Linked DNA regions of Gossypium hirsutum: regions 2 and 3 are each linked to region 1. A link is a contact called in public Hi-C data. All regions are on one chromosome and are shown on one strand. The core of a region is the stretch at or near the end of the contact, and the rest is flanking DNA. Distances in the headings are between cores, read along the strand shown.

Region 1 (2,700 bases), core at 76-2,575:
TCGTGTCTTGGGGATCCAAGAAACAACAGGTTGTGTCCAGGTCCACAACAGAAGCGGAGTACAGGGTGTTGGCTCATACTACTACGGAGATTGTCTAGCTGGAGTTATTGTTGTCCGAGTTGCATGTCTCTCTTTCAAGGAAGGCAGTAGTGTTGTGTGATAACTTAGGGGTTGTTGTTGTGTTTGCCAATCCAGTTTTGCATCCAAAGTTCAAACATGTTGAGTTAGATTTATTTTTTGTTAGAGAAAAGGTGCCTGCTGGAAGTCTGGTCGTGGGACATGTTCCAGCACAGGAACAAGTGGCAGACGTGTTTACAAAACCCTTATTTGCTCCTTTTTTTTACTAAGTTTCAATCTTGCCTTAGGGTTGTTACAAAGTTGGATCAGTCAGTAATTGTTAGAAGCAACTCCAAGATGGAAGAATGTTAAAAAATAAGAAGTGTTGCAACAGATTGGTGGTTAAAGTTGTTATAGTCTATTAGCAATTAAGGTTTCTGTTACAATATCAGTTCATAGTTATAGTATAAATATCATGTCTTAGTCTTCAGTATAATGTAAAGAAATGAGATTCTTTTCTACTATCTTGTTATATTTTCTTTGATTATTCTGCTATCTGATGATATCTCATTGCATAACAAACCAAGCTAAGATTAAGTAACTTTAAATCATGTAACAAAAAAATTCCAATAAAATAAGGATTTTATTGATCGAAAAACAAACCAAATCCACAAAATTGATAACATATTAACAACCATCTAAACAACATTACTATATTAATCATATGCAACACAAATGATATTAAAAATTTATAAATTATAATAAAGAAAAAACTTGTAGTGAATCTGAAATATACAAATCCGCATAAATCAAAATTGAATTTAACCAAATCAAATAATATTAATAAAATCAAAATTTATCCAATTCTACTCGCCTAAACTTTTCGTGGCTCATGAGGCTGCTAAATTCGGCGGCCTCTCATAGCACACAGTATACGGATAGTCCCTTGGTCACGTGATTCCAATAGACTAATTCGGTTAAAATATAATCCCTAACACGGCCCTATACAGTCCAGGGGATGTCCCTTGGTCACGTGATTCCAAAAAGAATTTTTTTTCCCATGGGTAAAATTGAAATCACAAATATCTCCTACGCTACGGTACTGCCATTCTGACGTGGAGACGTATAAGGTAGAAAATCCAAACGGCATTTGTATGGGAAAATGCAGATACTGGGACCCCCCACATTTCAAGGAGGGAAAGCCAAAGCTTAAATAAAGGCCTTCGCTCTTCACTTCGGCCGTCTATTTTTAAAAGCCACGCGAAAAAAGAAAAAAAGTCATTTCTTTCATCTTAAAGAGACAGCGAGGAAGCCACGAAGATAATAGAGTGATTTTCAATCTCCATTTTAAGGTATTTTTTTTCATTACCTAGCCATTTAATTATTGTTTCTATTTTATATTTTGCTGATCTTTTTCATTTGTTGTTTTGATGGTTAGATTTATTTCGAAAGTGATTGATTTTTTGTGTTCTTTTTGTTTATTTGAGCTTACATTTTGAAGTTTTAGTTAAGATTTATTTGATTTTCCGTCTCTCTTGAGTCCGGATCGGAACACCTCAATATTTGGATCTAGTGTGCTTTTCATTGATCAATGCCGTTATTAAACCACAGATCTTTAACTTGTTTTCCATCTCCTTTTCTGTTTTTTTTTTAACTTTATTTTTCATTCATAAACTCAACCTTTTACTTTCGCTTATTTTTTTATTAGAAATTATGAAATCTATTAATAGTAAAGAATAACGAAACTTGTCTTCTAAAATTTTGGTTAATGATATATTAGTTATTGTTGATTGAAAGAACGAGTTATAACTTGAGTAGTAGCTGATTTATTCTTTCATTCAGATATGAACGTGTTTTTTTTTTGGAGGTAAGTGAGTGTTTTCTTTTTGCTTAATTTCATATTTAATTAGTTTTACACAAATTGATTTTTTTTTCTATATAAGCATATTAAGAAGATTCTATTTATTTAAGTACACGGATCAATTTTTTACAAAGGTATCAAATATGCATCATCAAAGGCATATCCTACTGATTCCGATGATGAAATCCAAAAATTCTATTAAAAAGAATATTATGCGAATCCGGTTATAAAAAAATGGACAAGACGATTTATTTAAAAAAAAATAAAAAACATGTTATTGTCTTTATCTTCATTGTAATTTTTTGGCAGTCTTTTTTCTGGAATTTTCGTCTGTAGTTTTCAACTTGATTTAATTATATTTGCCACTTGCCGGATACCGATGAACAATATCAGCTGATTCTTTTTGTTGTTTAACACTTTTAACTTTAAACTACAAGTCTATAAATCGACTCGTGAACGATTTTTCTATTAAAAATTATGAATAAACCCACCACTACTTGGGTAAGAAGTGATCCGTGGCAGCGCTGTGATTTGATAATTTAGACGGACGGTTTGGTTTTGGTCACGGTGATTGCATCCCGTGATTTAACACATGCTTTTCTAAAATGCCGTGTCGTTATGGGTATGTGCCTGCTCCTCAGGGTGCAATCATAGACTGTGCTTGTTATTTTTAGTTTTAAATATGTATAAATATAATATAAGTTACATGTCAAAACAAATATACATACCAACATTCTAATCACTATTTCTTAAAAAAATTACTGTATAAAAAAAACATTTCA
Region 2 (2,700 bases), core at 120-2,619, 150 kb before region 1:
AAGAAAGCCGGCTATAACGAGAGGATAATAATGATCCCGGTGGTGGTTTCCTCCGTCGCTCATTGTGACCTGCTAACCGTCTACGGCAACTCCGTTTCCTTTGGTCAAATTCGGGAAGCTGATGAAATCTGGATAGATGCTACCACAAAGGAAATCAAATCCGACATAGACCTACCACAAAGGAAAATCAAACCCAACAAGAACGAGAAACAGTCGGGCATGTAACCAAGGATAATTCTTCTTTTCGCTAACAAGTATGCAAGGAACACCTTTTTCCAGCATAATGAATCAGACAATTAAACAGTTTCGAAGTAATTAATTTTAACTGTGAATGTAGGTTGCTATTTCTAAAATCGGTCATCGATTTTATACAATGCCTAAACTACTAATAACCTGACGACATATTAGCACACAATAATCCCAGAAATTCTAATCTATGCTCTTCATTACCACAAAAGGAAGTGATCAATGTCAAAATGGAACCAAGTTCCAACTAAATAGCTTCCCAAATGTCCCTAAATAACAGACCATCCAACATTGTGGCAAAATCTAAACAGGTTGCCAAAAGCCAAATAAGTAACCAAATATTACACTGCTATAATCTCCATACCCTTCACTAGAATAGACTCCATCATGCAAATCCAAACACAAAGGACCAAAAACATCAAGCACAAAGTACTAAGACCCCACAATCAGACCCTTTTCATAACAATTAACAAAATGGAGTCTATTGGAAGAAAAAGGAAGGAGCAAAATGGAGGAGGCAGACCTGCTACATTGCTGGCAAAATCTTTGCTCAAGACCAGCAACAATGACTTTAGCTGCCTTCGAGTGCATACCACAAACCTTATGCCTTGAATAGTAAGCTTTTGCATCAGTCAGATCCACTTTACAACCTTCTACTTGACATCTTGGAGGCTGACCACCTTGCACTACTCCACCCCTGGCCTTCTTACCCGACCCGGATGAGCTTGAAGACCCGATACCCGACTTGGGTGGAGTCCCCATGGTTGTACCACCACCGGTGCCACCAGCTGATGTATCCTCAAAATAGATTTTTTGACCAAATTTCAAGCCGTTGAGTGACTCAGTGGAGGAGTTGGAGGAAGAACCACCTGAGTCTGTCAAAGAGCCCGAACCCATTTCCATGAGCTCTGCCTGCCTACAGCCCGTTCATGGGGTCTTTTTCTTTATTTTCGTGGGTCATGAATAATAATGATAAACAAAAACTCTTTTTTCTTATCTCAATATACAAACACCCAAACAAAATAAACCAAAATGTTAGTAAATGGATTTCAAGCTAAAAGTTAGGCACCTGACACTGAAACTGACCCCATGCCAGCAAGGACAGTCTACTCTATTCTCAGTCTCTCTGTCACTTAAAAAAGTGAAATAAAATTATAATTTAAAAAGAAAATGGAATTTGACAGTGGCCTTTACTCTTTTCGAAAGAAAGAGAAGGAAAGAAAGGCATTATTTTGTAGAAATGACTGTATACATATTTGAATAAATTAGCAATAAATTCTATAATTACTACGTTATCATAATCTTTTACTTTTAGAGTAAAAATAATGAAAAACAAAAAAAAATCTATTAACCTTTTATTTACAAATAACTACTATTATTGTTTTAAAATACTTTAATAATGGGATATTATAGGAGTATTAGATGAGAGAATGATGTGACGGCCAAAAATTGACAGTTAATTGTATTAGTTTAGTATAATCAAAAGATGTGAAGAGACACTGTTTAAAAAATCCTGCAACAGATTTTGTGCACTGACAATGGCAAACTGTAATTTCCAATGTCTCTCCCTAAATTTGTTTTTGTTTTATTTTCATCCTTTCCAGATTTGGGTGAGGTGAAGCTTCACTTTTTACTTATTGCTTGATGAAATTTGGGGAAGCTGAATAAAGAGGTTGTAATTTTTTTCTGGAATTTAATTTCTTGTTTTCTTTATATATATATACTTAATAAAAATTAATTTATAATTTATAAAAGTACGTGATGTTTTTGTTAACTAATGATTTTTTATTGCGTTTTATAAATTCATTAAAAAATAAATATTAATCAAGAATTTTAAAATTATTTTATATGAGAGAAGTATTTACTATTTCTTAACCCGAAAATTTCGATGTCCAGAAAAGTACAACAATGCTTGAAGGGACAAAAAGACAACTAGTAATTAATTTCTTATCGTTGAGAGTGACTTTTTTTTTATTTTAATTGTTAAAGAGAATTTCTATTTAGGGTCTAAAGGCAAAAGACATGGTAATTGTAAGTATTGGATCTAAACGTTAATCATTTTTCTATTGTAAAATCTTTAGAATATATGAAAGGGAAGAAAAAGAATGGTTCCTATTTTTTATTGCTTATTTATTTTGATGGACCCATTATTTGTTGGAGGTAAGAATTTCAAATTTAATCGAATCATATTAAAAGGAAGAATAAGGATCCAAAGATGAAAGACAATCTTTTTCCAATTTTATAATTGGTATAATTCTTTTTCTCTTTTGTGTCAAATCATGGTCAATCCTTAAATCCAAAACCTATGGGTAATGCCGACACTCACAATCAGTACGAACCGATGGCCAATGGTAGGGAGAATTTTGATATATTATCCATTATATTTCAAAAGTACAATAGTTTTAGGTTAAGTATTTCTTTTTCTTTTTCTTTTTCAAGTAATTTAAGAATTTA
Region 3 (2,700 bases), core at 186-2,685, 250 kb before region 1:
ACATAAAAATTAAACAATAAACGAAAAAATTAGTAGCATCGTGTCTAAAAAAATATTAAAATAAAACAAATAAATATATCAGTTTGACGCACAATCAAGATTGTAGGTGGTGTGAAGAACCACTAATGATGAGGGTTTTAAAGGGATTGAGGTGATATTTGAGTAAAATTTAGGTTGCAAATTCTGTCTTGTAGCTTTGACTTCAAAAAAAGAAGTATTTATAAGTGAAAAAAGCTTGAATATGCCTCTTATTGCATGATTGTCTTATTAGTATAGAGTCTAATTTAGATATAAGTTAATATATAATTTAGATATATCTTGTCGTGACCAACTTCATAATTGGTGAACTTGAGTATTTAAGAATAGTAATGGAATTTCAACAAAAAAAGAAAGAAAGAATGGTAATGGAATTAGATTTAATATGATGGTTGTCGCATCGCGAGGAAACTCTTTACATCGTGCAGGATGTACATGCATGAGAGCCGTAGGAGGTACCTAGGCAGGGGTATAACAAGTGTAAGTAATTGGTCAGACTATATGTATGGTCTTTGTACTATACGATCATTTATTTAATCCTTCCACTAGAATTAATCATTTTTTTATTTTTTAATATGTACATTTATGGTTTTTAGACTAATTTTTTTCATCAATTTCTTTAAATAATTTGGCATAATTTATAAAAAGAGGAAACTATGTATAAATTTCAGGGCAAATTGCACCAATAGTCATTAAATTATGGATAAGTTTTTTTGTCACTTAATTAAAAAAATTATATTTTGATCATTGAATTATTCAAAAATTTTCATTTAAGTCATTAAACTATTAAAAAGTTTTTATTTAAGTTATTTGGCAATTATGTTAATTTTTTTAAAAAGTTTGAGCTCCAAGTAATAATTTGACAATTGGTATGTTGGATCAACACTCATTGGCGAGAAGAAGAATAGTTTGAATTTTGATTCACAATTCGTGATGTCTAGAGCTATTTCATAAAAAAACTGAACTATAGAAGATAAAAAAGAGAGCTTTTAATTGGTTCAGTACGAATAAAAAAAGTTATATAGCATCAATTTTAACAGCCCAATGACTTAAATAAAAACTTTTAAATAATTTAGTAACCAAATTATAATTTTTTTAATTAAGTGATTAAAATAAAATTTACCCGCATGTTTATTGAACTATATAAAAATACTAAGGCTACATTACCGCATGTTTGAAAAACCATATCAAATTTTTTGACATAATTAATGGAAAAAATATATCAGGATTGAAAATACATATTTAAAAAAAAAAAACCAAAGAGATTAGATATAATCCAATTATAATAGAAGGACTAAATCTAACAAAATGCATAATAGAAGGACCTTTATATAAAATTTGACCTAAATAACTTGATTGCCTCTACTAACGTTACATCCCAGTAAATCCAGCCACGTAAGCGGTTCCACCATACCGGATCCCACCTGACCGCACCCAACCACTCACTCTTCCTCTTCAACAACATCATTCATTGCTCGAAGATCTGCAGAACAAAACTCTTCTATTTCATTTTTTTCATTAGCAAAAAAAGCCTATCTTAAATCAAAGCGATGGCCGACCCCATCGAACCATCAACGTCATCGAGCGACCCGAATTCGATTCCAATACCGACCGCTATCCTACACCCGCGACGCGAGCCTTTCGAGCACGGTCTCCTAACAATCCAGAAGCTCATATTCAACGATCCCGTCCAAGCATTAACCCCTCTAAAGCAAAAATTCGCATCCCCCTCAACTCAACGAGTCGACTCGGCGGCCCTCGCTGAGTTGCTACAGATCTCATTCGACCATTCGCGTCTCGTCCTTGAAACTCTCGCTTCTGTCCTCCACTCGGAATCCGACCCGCTCGTAACCGCCCTGCCGGATGATGTCGACTCCATTGGTGCCGATTTGCGTGATCTGATCCTGTTTTTGTATATTCAATCGTATAAGAGGCTTTTGCCGCGCTCGCACAAGGACTCCGCTGCGGTTGCCGATGTCTGGCCTTCCATGTCAGCATTCGATGGTTACTTGTCGGCCCTTTCGCCTTTGCAGGTAAGGAGCCTGACCCTTCGCTATCCCTTTTTTTTTCTTTTTTGGTGAAATGTGTTTTTTTTTAATTGAATTTGTGGTTATTGGAACTTAGGTGGTTATTGATTTAATTTCAATGTCGTTTTATACAATTATGGTAGATTGATGGTTACTTTTAGGAAAATAAACGCATTTGATGCTGTGGGCTTATAAAATTCACGAAATGTTGACTCTTGGTCGGCATTGGGAAAGAACTAATGTGATTCTATGTTTTGACTAACGGAAAGATGTCTTCGAGGATTTAATCTTTTAGATAACTGAGGCTATGTTTGGTTTTGGAAATAGGATGCAAAATCTTTTAGTAAACTAAAGGCAATAATATTTTTGAAGTATTAATTTAACTTTCGGATGCCAACAATGCGTGATATATGTTTATATGGAACAATTATGTGTGAGTTTGCTTAACATTTTACCATTATTATTTTTTGATAAAATAGGATTTTGTTTTAATTTTTTTTAAGTTTTCAAATTCCATTTGGTTGATGTTTTTGTCGCTTGCTTTTTGAAGCAAAAAGGATGTGCAATGCATACTTCTTGAACAATGCATATATAAAAACAACAATTTTAATAAATTAAAGTTAAAATACAATTGCCA

Evidence for each region. A called contact is a pair of places that touch in the nucleus more often than the background predicts.
Region 2: a contact with region 1 is called in a Hi-C map of leaf, with 2.2 times the contacts expected there. The contact joins the enhancer-like site here to the promoter of LOC107921152 in region 1. A contact is called at or near these places in 9 of 34 Hi-C or Micro-C datasets (anther, callus, fibers and 1 more).
Region 3: a Hi-C map of leaf shows a contact between it and region 1, with 1.6 times the contacts expected there. The contact joins the promoter of LOC107922413 here to the promoter of LOC107921152 in region 1. A contact is called at or near these places in 12 of 34 Hi-C or Micro-C datasets (anther, callus, fibers and 3 more).

The regions. Positions count from the first base shown.
Region 1 is chrD01:31,836,971-31,839,670 of Gossypium_hirsutum_v2.1, reverse strand. It overlaps LOC107921152 (delta(12)-fatty-acid desaturase FAD2-like), which reads left to right and starts at 1,325. Exons shown (of 2, transcript NM_001327186.1): 1 at 1,325-1,409.
Region 2 is chrD01:31,989,915-31,992,614 of Gossypium_hirsutum_v2.1, reverse strand. It overlaps the pseudogene LOC107922550. Among protein-coding and RNA genes, the nearest start is that of LOC121214382, 62 kb to the left of the region's middle. Within about 2 kb of position 1,369, at least 7 of the 9 cell types and tissues checked have an H3K27ac peak or open chromatin away from gene starts, as enhancers often do. A contact at or near this core is called in fibers and leaf, where this site is marked.
Region 3 is chrD01:32,083,120-32,085,819 of Gossypium_hirsutum_v2.1, reverse strand. It overlaps LOC107922413 (TBCC domain-containing protein 1), which reads left to right and starts at 1,435. Exons shown (of 9, transcript XM_016852443.2): 1 at 1,435-2,069. The coding sequence starts at 1,587.